2 separate regions of the Arachis hypogaea genome follow, and region 1 is linked to region 2. Evidence: chromatin contacts called from public Hi-C data. All regions are on one chromosome and are shown on one strand. Each heading gives the region's core, a stretch centred on a gene start, on an enhancer-like site or on the middle of the called end of the contact. The rest is flanking DNA. Distances are from core to core; before and after follow the strand shown. Region 1 holds the start of LOC112748458 (protein NONRESPONDING TO OXYLIPINS 2, mitochondrial). Region 2 has its middle 8.9 kb from the start of LOC140179078.

Region 1 (6,418 bases), core at 3,114-5,613, 67 kb after region 2:
GTAAACATTTTGCTAATGCTTTGAATATTGATTATATTGGGATTCAAGATAGATACCTTGCTTTACCTTTTATAATCTATAAATTTAAAATGACTACTTTTAACATTATCAAAGAGAAGGTTTGGAAGTGAATCAAAGGGTGAAAACATAATGTTCTATCTTCAGGTGGAAGACACGTATTGCTTAAAGCAGTGGATAAAACTATTTCTATCTATACATTGTCTTGCTTTAAGCTATTGATGATTTAATTTAAAAAATCACTCTTTATTCTCACAGTACTAATGGGGCAAAAAAGGTTTTGAAAGGCGTATGCCTTGGATTACCTGAGATATTATGATTCGGCCAAAGAAAGAATGGGGCCTTGATTTAAAGACCTTAGAGTTCATAATTTGACACTATTAGACAAAGAGTTTTGGAAACTTGTAACATACTCTACTTCTCTATTATTCAAAATTCTAAGGAATAAGTACTTTAGAAATAGTAATATTTTAACTGCAGAAACTAGAGTCTTATCTTATTAACTGAGTTGTGGATACTGAAGAATACATCTGAATCTTTGAGGCCCTCTGTATCCTTTAGTGGTTCCTGAAATGCCAAACAGACAGTTTATTTCCAATCTTGTTCTACGAGTTAAAGATTTAATTACCGAAAATAGGAATTGAAATTAGCCTCATTCGAAAATTATTTTTCCAAGACCTTGCGGACAAAATTCTTTCCATTAAAATTCATGTAATATTGACAAATTGCAATGGAATTTAAATAAATTCAAACATTATGATATTGCTTTAGGTTATATAATTAGTTACCAATGGAAGTTGAACATGCCTCACAAAATTAAGTTCTTTATATGAAAAGCTCTCTATGTCCACTTTTCAGTTCTTGCCTAGTTTCATTGCCGCTTTCCATGTACATCGCTAATATGTTCCTGCTGTCAAAAAGCAATGAAAATGATCACCTATTGTTTGTTCCACTATTCTACAATTAAAGAAGTATGGTCTCAAGGTTACCTTTGAGATATGCTTCTCTCAGACTTTTGTCGACTTCTGATCATAGTGGATTGTAGCAATGGAGATGACTAACCCATGTTGAAGGATATTGATCAGAACCCTCAATTGCTTGGCATTATTTGTTGGCACTCTTGAAAGGCTCACAATCAGTTAATTTTTGAAGGCTTTATTTCGATGTCGTCTGCCATCCTTACATTCTCTATCAAATTATTTTGAGAGATTCAGAAAACACCCATCTTATCTCACCGAGTCCTTAAAAAAAACTTAGTTTCATTCAATTCAACTTATTATTTTTTCTTGTTTTAGATTCTTTTTAGTTTGTTCATACACCGTTAGATTCTTCTAAATTCTTTTTGAACATCTTTATATTTTATTTTTTAAAATTAGTAAAATATAACCTACTATCTTAAAAAATAAAAAATAAAAACCTTTTTATTAGTATTTTCATTGCGACATTATCACTTTATCAGGTACCTGAACCCGAGGCTATTTTCTGGAAATTTTAGTATGTCAATTGTCAGAAGGAATTTTGGAAATGTAGGAACAAATAAAACCAGGAACAGAGCTTATCTAAATCTACAGTGATAGACAAGAAAACATGAAAATTTAGTATCCATATCCTCAGATATCATGACGAAATCATATATGAAGAAATAAATGGCAACCAAGAAAAACATTAAAAAAAGGGGGTAACGTTAGACCCCACTAATAATTTGAGTCGTGTATACTTTCTGTACGGGTTTTCCAATTCATATGTATGTATTCGGAATAAAACAATATATTAATTGTGAGTATAAAGTCTAAAGAAATTGTTTTGGTAAGGCCAGCAGCCACCCTTTAGACCTCTTTGTCAAACATTGAAGTCTGACTATCACTTGAGCATCACATGGGTGATTGCTAGTGAGATAGAGGGCACATTTTCAGTAAACAAAGCATTCATAACTGGCAATCTTTTCAAATGATGCAAAGAATTTAAGGATCTTGATAGACCATCAGGCATAAGCCATACATTTTGTAAAAAACTGAAGTGATCGATGGGACTTGGGAGTGTGTTTACAAATTTTTGTGACTCCAAAACTATTGCTTGTATTAGTAACATCCCATTAGTTATGGTAAACAGCAATTAAATAGATATTATTAAAACACTATATATTTTTTTTAGAAAAAAGAATGAATGGAAGTGATCGTACATTACAAACTTTAGATAAAGTCAAATTACAATTTCTAAACTTCTTTAAATTCCTATTTAGGTGAAGATGCCAAAACCTTCTTAACTTTCTAAAGACTGGTAAACAAAGAATAAAAATCTTATAATTAAGTTTATTTTTATTGTTTAAAAGACCCAAATAGTTTCAACTTACAATATCCCCCAGGGTAAATATATGTAAAAAAATGTATTCGATTACCTATTCTTCTAAATATAACGGGAGTTAAAATTTTTTTAATATAAATATTTTTATTTTTAAAATACTTCTCATTATATATTTTTATGAAAAAATATTTTGAAATTTATAAGATCTAAACTCAAATCCTTTCAGTTAATGAATAAAACGATGAATTAAGAGACATTAATAATGCCTATTAATAGATTAGTTCCTACAATGCTTCTAGAAGAAGTTACAGTTCCCTGCAACGGGTTAATGGAGCAATTGGTGACACCGAAGCGTTATTAAGGCGCCAAATTATTACCGAGGTTCACAACTTACAAATGATCTATGATATGCAGAATACATTACAACAATTGGAATCCTAAATTGGGTGAGCTTTGATAGAAATCCCAAAGCCCTGCAACAATACCCAGTTCTTACATCAGACTTCACATAAAACCTGTACACTCTAGCTAATACTATTGAATCCCAATCTTAAATAGGGATCGCCATAAAGCCTTTTAAGTTGAAGAACCAAGCAAAGTAAGCGAAGGTATGTAATTTTGGTATATTCTTAGGAGTTCTTTCCTTTGATTTACTCCTTTGCTAAGAGAAACTAGTGCACCCTTGTCTAAGTGTCAGAATAAGCCTAGTGTGCTACACTAGAAAGCAGCAATGAAGAACCATTATCAACTTCGATATAAGGTAAGATCATAAGTGCCTTAATCACCAAATCATTTTAAATAAGTGTGGAACTACTCAAAATCAACAGAAACCAATGTGCATTAAACATTATAAATGGAAATCACTTCCTAGCATATTCAAGCAAGACCATAACTAGAATTTGTTACAGAAATAAGGACAAGATATACTAGAAGATTAGCTTACTTGAATTATTTTGCTCAAACAATATACCACCAAGCTAGCAACTAACTACAAATCCACTTAATTTCAATACGTTTTGAGTTCTGGACCACGAAAATATCATCTAATGAAAAATCTAATACATAGCAAAAAAACAAAGTATATGGTAGAATCCATCAAGGTCACAACTCAAACAGTTTTCTGAAAGAGAAATGAATAAATGAAAAAGAAGATTCCTGCTTCACACAGCATCAGCCATCACCACCTATATACTTGGAGAAATTCATGTGATGCACAATTGGTGCCGAATCCATATGGTCCATTCAAGTACCTATCGCAAAACGCATGAGCAAAAAAACATGAACACTTTCTGCAAGAGCTGAATCACGAGATATATGGCGATATAAGAGTGAAGTGAGTAATAAGTACCCTGAGACAATTCACAGCAAGCGCGCGATTCGACGGAGATGTGGGAAGTGAAGCGAGCGGCGGCGTTGACGCTGTGCAGCGGCATAAGCGACTGCGTACATCCAAGTGCTCCGACATTCCTTCAAAATCAACATTTGAATAGAATTAAGAAAAATAAAATAAAATTGAATAATTGACGAAAAAAAAAATGAAAAGAAAGAAAAAGAAATAGGAAATGATAGCATACCTAGGGAGGGTGAAGAGGGGGCGGCGAAGAGAAGGAGAAGAAGAAGGGCGATGGATGCGAGGGACAGAAGAACGGCTTGGTATGGTTCTGATGGCGGAGATCAACGACCTCGACAGCGATCCGCAGCGCCATGCCATGGCTTTGCTATGTGGAACTGGAAGGAACTCCAACTAGGTACCTATATAGGGGTTTTGGCACTGAATGCCGAAGGAGCTAAACCCTACTCTGGTTTACAGACTTGGGTCAGTTCTAGCCCATATTTGAATGGACTACATAGCATACTAGCCCACACCAAGATCAATAATTATTCTGGAAGAGAACAACATTTTTTTCATCTACTCAAATTGTTCCCTTTTTTTTTTTTTATCAAAGATATATTTTTTTTTTTTTACCAAAGATAGGAGATTCGAACCCGCAACCTCTTAATTGAGTATGAGAAGACTATGCCATTTGAGCTATAACTCATTGGCCTCAAGTTGTCTCCTTTGTTTTGTGAAACTTGTGTTTCTTTTATATCATATTAATTAATTATTAATACATCATAATTCTCATAACTAATGAATGAATGGATAACACTTAACAGGATAAGTATGTTTTGTCAACATTAATATTTAAACTGAGGGAGAAAAAAAATCAATGGGAGATGATTTAAAAATTTTAAACGGAAAAAACAATAAATGATTTAAGTTTTTCTCTTTTCTTCTGGTCACAAACCAATAGTACTTTCAAACGGATAAATAGCAAGGACCAATAAATGGGATATAAGATAGCAGTGTTTACGCAGAGGGGGGAATGTAGGGGGATGCTGGTAGCATTATATTTTCAACAAATATACAGGCGAGTGCCATGATTATACAGAGGAGGTTGTCTAACGAAACCTATACAAAGTATTCAAGAATGTACCCCTACGACTACGAGTTACTTCTTAATCTAACAAAGACTTGGCATCAAATTACAACAGGATCCCAGAACATGAGTTATTACTAAACTATGGTTAACACGGGAAACCAAGCCCTTTCAAATTACACTTCCAAGTCCCCATCTAAAGATGGGGAAAACAAAGAATTTGATCAATTAGCCAAAGCCAACTTGTGTTGCTGAGATTCTTACATTCTGAAATCCAACACACAGACAGTATTACTTGCAAAACATGCAGCGATCTTGTCACCCTCCTTATTCCAGCACACCTCAAAAATGCCTCCATTCCCATTGTATGTCTTAACGATCTTGCCGTCCTTCAAAGACCATATGTGCATAGACTTGTCAGGAGAGCCGCTGGCCAGATACTCGCCATTGGGACTGAATGCAACGGAATATACACGATCCCTGTAGATCCATAGAAACAAGTTGAAATCATGGGTTAGAACTTTTGTAGAAGCAACCTACCTACCTCCTTTCCTAGGACCGAAGTATTTTCTAAGGGGGGGAAAAATCCCAAGTGTATATTATAAAATTAAAACCAATGTTTGAAACGGGCTTGACATAACCCAAATATATTAAGCAAAGAAAAAGGCTTTTACCTGTGTCCGTTCAAGCTATAGACAAGTTTCCCAAGTTCTACATCCCATAGCTTTACAGTTGTGTCAAATGACGCACTGCACAAAAAGGATGACTACATAGTTTTAAAATGAACCCAGCTTAAGTGAAATGCATTTTAACTCTAGAAAGATAAAACATTCACTGACTAACAGTAGAGTGCGATATGAAAGGAATTAAATCAATTTGAATCAGTAGCATGCAAAAATGTACACATCATTCACAGTTAGCACTTAGCAGTGTACAGGTACAAGGCATTCGGAGCAACCACAACTTCAAACAAACACACGCAGAGGTCACTAAGACTAAGGAAACACACAGTAAACAAATTCTAATTCCAGGAAATCAATAAGAAAGGCTTGCAAATAAATCAAAAGCAAAAAAACTTAATTTTAGCAAGAACACATACCTTGCCAACAACAACTTTTTATTAGGGTTATTTGTACCGGTACCAGTGGGGCTCCATCTGATAGTATATATCTCCTACAAAACAATTATCTAGTTCTCTCAATAATCTGCACAGCATTGAAGTCAAATGGAAGCTTAACATAAAATCTTAAATTGAAATATAATAAAAACAAATCATTACCTTGGTATGTTCTCGAAAATCATGAAGATACTTATCGTGTTTCGTACTCCATATCTACAAAAACAAGAAACATCAGAGTACAAACACATTAGTTTCCAGATGTTCCAGCAAAATGACATACTTGTCTCATAAGTGTACTATAAGGTAAACATTTTATTCCAAAATCCTACCAGTGGAAAATGTCATTATGCAACAAACAATTAGAACAGTTATAAATATTACCTTTGCAGTGATATCATCAGAACATGAGGCCAGCAACGACCCGGTTGGATCCCATTTGACACAATTAACTTCACCCTAAATTTGCAGAAAGGTCATTTGGTCAGTGGTCACCACGTAAAACACCAACAGAAAGTGACCCAACCAATCTATATAGTTAACCCTGCTAGCTGGTTTAAAT
Region 2 (7,100 bases), core at 2,143-4,642:
AAAGAAATCATAAAGTAAATAACCAGTAGAATAGATGAATCAGGAATTACCCAGGTAACACGAAAATGAATGTGTGCTGGGCATGCCGAGGAGTAAGATCGGCCAAAAGAAGGATCGGCGGAGCAATCACAGACACGACTTGCTGTGCCGACCTGAGTGAGGTGAGCGACGGCTGATTCAAGGGTTTGGAGTGGAAACGAAATGAAGCGTGGCTGCAGGAGGATAAGGTCACAACATCAGTGTGGGTCATTGCTCACCCAACCCACAGTTACAAAGGGAACAGATTGGGCCCATGTCATTAGAAAAGGCCGGTAAGGCTTGAAAATATCATGATACATCAATTAATGTCTTTGTATTGAAATGGCCGGAACAAAACGGCAGCCCAAAGCAATTAAGACCGGCTGTGAGTAAAATATGTTAAGTTGCAAAGATTGGAAAAAAGTAACCGGAACACAAGCTGCCGGGCCAACCAGCCATTATCACAACCACGAAATCCAGTTCCGGCATCACTAATAAACATAACACAACACATTACATAATAACCAGGAAATATGCAGCGGGAATTATAAATTATAAAATATAAATAAAACATGAAACATTCATAGGTCAAGAGACATGGAGATAATGATCTGAATCAAAGGGAACTAATCACCCCCGGGGACAGGATGCAATCAACTCGGGGACCAAAATAAAAGATTACAATTGGCAAACTGCTAACTTGTTCAGAAAGTGCGTACATAAATCTTAAGAAATCAAAGCGCAAAACAGCGCAGAAACAACAATACGTTATTCAGCAATATTCAGACTTCTAGAGAAAATCCCATGCAACCCTTGATGCAAACAACTCCAGCCCATCTCACGCTTCCAATGAACTTCACAACTCCGTCAGCCAGACCAATGGATCGAAACTTGGCCTTGGATACAACAGCATCAAGCGACGACTCAACACCCTCAAAATCACGGACACAATGGCTGATCCCAAGAAGCTCGCGACCTATCTTCATACAGGGTGTTTCCGTCAGGTTAGTGACGCCAATAAAGAGATGTCGACCCCACGCCATTGCGCCACCGGGTCTAAGGTTGATGGTCATCACATGAACTCCGAACCTTAAAGCGGACCGCTCATAGGTAACGAAATTCACATAATCATCGTGGCCAATCAACGTCGGATAGTCCACACATGCCCCTGCACCTATTTCTATCTCATCCAACGCAGAATCCATGGTTGCGTATCGAACCACGGAGACCGGCTTCTTGGTAAATCTACCTTCACTATTGACCCAAAAAAACACAATTGCTGGTCACGGCATACCCACTGCTCAGTCTATCAATCATTTGCAGGGTCCGCGCCGCGGGGCTCCACTGCCTTGCACTTGAAAGATACATCTGCACGTCGTATCCAGGAGTTGCCAGGTTACGTTTTGTGAGACTAAGAATCTTATAATCATCACAACCCACCATGCTAAGAAAGGCGTAAGCAGACCACTCCTCACGGTGGTTGAAGTGGTAACCCTCAAACCCGGGATCAGCAATAACAGACCTCCAGAAACCGAACGGGTCCCAAGTGATCAATGAACTCGAACGACCATCTATTGAGTATCTTGCACATACCTTGCCGGTATCTGTTCCCACCAGGAAAAATCACGTCCAGTCAAGAGGAGCAGCGACCAGAACGGCGACACGGGTTCCAAAGACGAACATAGAAAGCCTCCCACAGTCAACATCTTTGAGGGGGTTGTCCAAGTGAAGAACAATTGCCTGCCCCCCCTCCGATTTTAAATGAGTCACCATATTATCTGCCCGGTTCAATCTTTTGTACCAATCACACGACATACACCTCCCCCTACCTATGGTTTTTCCATCAAAACAAAGGAAAATCTTCAAAATCAGGTCGGTTGGCAGGGCAGAGATGTTCAAATTGACTTCATCCCCGCAATGTCCACCACGGAAGCCATGAGCAGCTTCTTCGACTGTTGCTCGGGACATTCCAAAACGATGCTGAGATTCTTTACTAGCCACGAAAGAGGAAATGCTCTGTAAACGGTAGAATGATTTCTTTAGTTGGTGTGAGTTCCTACACCGTTAGTGTGGCTCTCCTTAAATGCATAAATAATAGATAACAGATAAATGGATAAATAATAAATAAATACATAGATAATAGCCATGTAATAGAAATGTAATTTTATAATTATATTATATATATTATACAAATAGATAACAGATATACAGATACATATACTTTAATATATTAATACTTTAATAGATTAGTGGATTAGTGGATATACATTAATAGATAAATTTTACTGTGCTTAATAGTTGATTATTGATTACTTTGGTTAGAAATAAGCTGTATAATTTCTTCTGCTCTTACTAATGGATACCCTAAGAGTGAGGAGAATATGAACAAAAACTAAGAAATGGTATGACGTCGGAATTAAATGACAGCAGAAAAAAAAGTGGCATTTAACAGTCAAAAGGATTAACTGATTGGGTGGATTAAAGCAAAGCAAGACCGGCCAAACACAAGCGTTGAATAAGAGAATTCACACACCTAATATTAGTGCGGGTTGTGACACTTGGCCTCTTGAAACTGGAAATTTGGATATTAACTTAGGATCTCAATTATTCTTAAAAACGTATTCATATATTTAATTTATGATTTTAACAACTCCTAGACAAAAGAACGAATAATTTCCTATTAGTAAAAGTTACAAGAGTGATTATTAAGCCATTATTTCTATTATTAAATACTTAATACTCCTCCAAAATTTTAGTACTTCTCAACTCATAATTTATAAATTTGCATTAAACTTTTATTAACTTTAACTCTTAATTAACTTTTTTTTTGGGTCATTACATTACTCACACACCCATACACCTAAATTTTGAGATTTTTTAAACTTCATCCCAGTCTCAGTTAAGATTTAAACTTGGTGCAGCTTGATTAAGAGGCAATTTCATTGCCACTTGGCCTCAGCCTTTGCTGCAACTTTTTATTAACTTTAGCTTTAACTCTTATCTTTACTCAAAGACGTTAGACGGTCTCCTCACACCAGAAAAGACGTTAGACCCAACACTTTAAGGATGTGGACCTCACATCCAGGCCGTAATACCCAAAACACCACTCTTTGTTTTTTTTGTTGTCTTGATCCACTCTTGGCTTAGCGAGAAATTGCCTGTGTGGCCGTGTATATGAATTTTTTTTACTTTTCCCTTCCACTGTTACAGTGACAATTCTTTCGAATACTCCATTTTTTTTTTTTGGGTATTGAGAAGCCTCCGCTTAATGGCAAACGATCAGGCAATTAGTCACTAGATACATTTCATGCCTGGTGAGCCTGGATGTCTATATTTTTGGTGAAGAGTAAATTAACGAACAGATGGGCCATGCACCAATAAATTTTTTTATTTAAAAAACACGGACGGGCCATGCCCAAAGGCTAACTGCCAATATTGCATGTGTACAACTTTATTGGTTAATTGGACTGTTGGACAAGTTTTATAAGAAAACTGGTATTCTCAATATTATTGATTTTGGATATTAAACTAGCCTGACCCAAAAAAAAAAAAATAAGGACATCAAAGTGGTGTTCTGAATTTCTGATTATATCAAAATCTTGCCCGTAATAAAAAAAAAAATCTCTTACTCAGTTTCGGCTTTAGGTGCCTTGTGGTCCTTTTAAGTTTTGAGTTGTTATTTTGCGATCTGGTAGTAATCTTCTCATTTTTATATGGATACAGTGCATATGATGATTTTAATTTAAAATGTCACTATACCAAAAATTCGTAAATCCAATCCAAATAATATCTTTGTTACTATTTGGACTTAATCAATTTAATCTAAGCTTTGAATTAAAGTTGATCTGATAGAATTTCTGAAAATTTGAATTGAATTAGTTAATAATAATAATAATAATAATAATAATAATAATAATAATAATAATAATAATAATAATAGTAGCAGTAGTATCCGCTAAGGATATTCCCTTGCAAGTATAGAAAAATCTATCTGAATATCCAAATTCATGACGGAGATGAATAATACTAATTATTTTAAGAGTTAAAATTTTGTGATTTAAATTTGATCGGGGTTACTTTCATATCTTTATGAGTTATTTAAAAAAACTCAAATTTATTGTACTCTATAGTCTATACTTTTCCACCTGTACTATTACTATTGCATTTGGACGTCATTTATACTTCTAAAAAACAAAAAGCTATTTTTCAAGATATTTTAATATTAGAGACCTATATATATATATATATATATATATATATATATATATATATATATATATATATATATTATGATATTCATTTATCATCAATTTTTTATTAGGCATTATTATGTTATTGTTGGAACTCAATAGAAGTTCAAACAAAAATTTGTCTAATAACAGAAGTACTAAAAATAATTTTTTCATAATTTGTGCGATTAAATAAGCAATATCAAAGATATTTCAAGCAGTAAATATAATGACAGATATTAAATAATCAGATATCAAAATTTTAATATGAAAAAATCTTTAAAAGAGGGACAAAAAACCCACGAAACCTAATCTAGTAAAATCTTCCACTATCAAAATAATGGGTACACAATCAGTTTTTCTAGTGACACTAGGACATTTCAACAATCAACAAAATACATCATCAAAACTGATGGAATCAACATAAATCCTCCACAGAGTGGGTATCTCAAATCAGATAAAAGAGAATGCAATACAACTAGCAAGTTATATCCTAATGTTTATCTCTACACCAGGAATAACATACTAAAATTTTATAAGAAATGGAGCAAGTTTACCAGTTTAATCGGATCAAAAATGACTTGTCCTTTTCCCCCAAATTTTTCTTTTTCTCTCGTCGAAGCCTCTGCTTCGTTCTTCTTTCTTTCAAAAGTGAAAGTCTCAAAAACTCTCTCTCCCTTCGTGGCTTAAAAGGCACTTTCCTTTTTTTTAGAAAAAAAGTTGTGTGGACCCCGTGAGGTTGAGGACCCACCAACAAATCTCCTCCTCACCAACTCAAGTGTGGATAGGCTGCTCTATCAAGCCCGCCTTCTCTTTGCAGGAATCAAACTTTACTGCAGGTAAACTCTTAGTCATCATATCTAAACCATTATCATAAGTATGGATCTTCTCAAGTGCATGTGACTTCATCTCAATCACTTGACGTATCCAATGATACCTTATCTCTATGTGCTTCGATCTGGAATGAAACGTCGGATTCTTGCTGAGATGGATAGCACTCTGACTGTCACAGAATAACAAAAACTTCTCTTGATTGATGCCTAACTCTTGTAGAAATTTCTTCATCCACAAGAGTTCTTTAGAAGCTTCAATAATAGCAATGTATTCTGCCTCTGTAGTAGACAAAGCAACACATTTCTGAAGTCGAGATTGCCATGACACAGCTTCCCCTGCAAAAGTCATCATATAACCAGAAATAGACTTTTTTGAATCAAGATCCCCAGCCATATCCGCATCTGTGTAACCATCCAACACAGGTTGGCCACTCCCAAAGTATAAACAAACTCTGGAAGTACCATTAAGGTATCTGAGAATCTACTTCACTGCTTGTCAGTACTCCTTGCCAGGATTAGAGAGAAACCGACTAACAACTCCAACAGCATGAACAATATCCGGCCTGGTGCAAACCATAACATACATCAAACTGCCAGCTACAGATGCATATAGAATCTTCTTCATTTCTGCTTTCTCTTTCTCACTTGTAGGACATTGCTGCAAATTCACCTTGAAATGACTAGCAAGTGGAGTACTAACAGGTTTGGAATTACTCATGCTAAATCTCTCTAAAACCTTCTCAATATACTTCTGCTGCGCCAACCACAGTTTTTCATTCTTCCTGTCACGAGTGATACTCATGCCAAGGATTTTCTTTGTAGGACCCAAATCCTTCATAGCAAAGGATCTATTCAAGTCTTTCTTAAAACTTTCAATCTTCTTAGTGTTATGACCAACAATCAATATGTCATCAATATAAAGCAAGAGAATTATAAAATCACCATCAGAGAATTTTTTAACATATACACAATAATCAGAAGAAGTCTTACTATACCCATGACTTTCCATGAAGGAATCAAATTTCGTGTACCACTTGCCTTGGCGCTTGCTTCAACTCGTATAAGCTCTTCTTCAACTTGCATACAAGGTGCTCCTTTCTTTTAACCTCGAAACCCTCTGGTTGCTCCATATAAATTTCTTTATCTATGTCACCGTGAAAGAATGCAGTCTTCACATCAAGCTGCTCAACCTCTAAATTCAAGCTAGCCACCAATCCAAGCACAACTCGAATAGAAGACATCTTCACAACTGGAGAAAAAATCTCCTCAAAATCAATACCTTTCTTTTGCTCAAAGCCTTTCACAACAAATCGAGGTTTGTACCTTGGCCATGAGACATTTTTATCCGCTTTTAGTTTAAACACCCATTTATTCTTGAATACTTTTTTACCCTTCGGTAGCATCACTAATTCAAACATATGATTCTCATGCAAGGATTTCATTTCTTCTTGCATGGCCTTCAACCAATCTTCCTTATGCTCATCAGACATAGCTTCCTGGTAGCTCTCTAGCTCCCTAGTCTCAATGTTCATCACATACTCATGAGGAGAGTATTTCTGAGAAGGATGATGCTCTCTAGTAGATCTTCTCAATTTAGGCTCAACTAGTAGTTCAAGTGAAACTTCAACATCTGATGGAACTTCTGCATTTGGCACCTCAGGTTGAGGTGTAGGTTCATCATGTAAATCATCACCATTATTATCAACTTGTACATCTCTCCCATCAACAGGAGGTCTAGTGGAAGGACCAAGTTCATCATTAGCAGAATGTCTAACAGTTATTGTTGGCTTATCTTTCTTCTCAAGGTCTTCAATGGTTTGGTCTTCAAGAAAAATCACATCTCGACTTCTAATTATCTTCTTACTCACCGGATCTCATAATCTGTAACCAAAATTTTCATGACCATAACCCATGAAGATACACTGCTTTGACTTTCCATCAAGTTTGGACCTTTCATCTCTTGGAATGTGAACAAAAGTCCTACAGCCGAACACTTGCAAATGACTATAGGAGACATCTT

What was found. Hi-C and Micro-C count contacts between places; a contact is called where the count stands out from the background.
Region 1: a contact with region 2 is called in a Hi-C map of an unstated tissue, with 8 times the contacts expected there. The contact joins the promoter of LOC112748458 here to the enhancer-like site in region 2. A contact is called at or near these places in 4 of 8 Hi-C or Micro-C datasets (leaf and an unstated tissue).

What each region holds. Positions count from the first base shown.
Region 1 is chr15:7,544,193-7,550,610 of arahy.Tifrunner.gnm2.J5K5, forward strand. It overlaps LOC112748458 (protein NONRESPONDING TO OXYLIPINS 2, mitochondrial), which reads right to left and starts at 4,364. Exons shown (of 3, transcript XM_025796690.3): 1 at 3,894-4,364; 2 at 3,668-3,786; 3 at 3,244-3,569. The coding sequence starts at 4,030. The coding sequence ends at 3,562. LOC112748457 (WD40 repeat-containing protein HOS15) reads right to left here. Exons shown (of 14, transcript XM_025796689.3): 10 at 6,241-6,315; 11 at 6,019-6,072; 12 at 5,839-5,912; 13 at 5,414-5,488; 14 at 4,669-5,219. The coding sequence ends at 5,000.
Region 2 is chr15:7,478,204-7,485,303 of arahy.Tifrunner.gnm2.J5K5, forward strand. No RefSeq gene overlaps it. Among protein-coding and RNA genes, the nearest start is that of LOC140179078, 8.9 kb to the left of the region's middle. Within about 2 kb of position 3,393, at least 3 of the 3 cell types and tissues checked have open chromatin away from gene starts, as enhancers often do.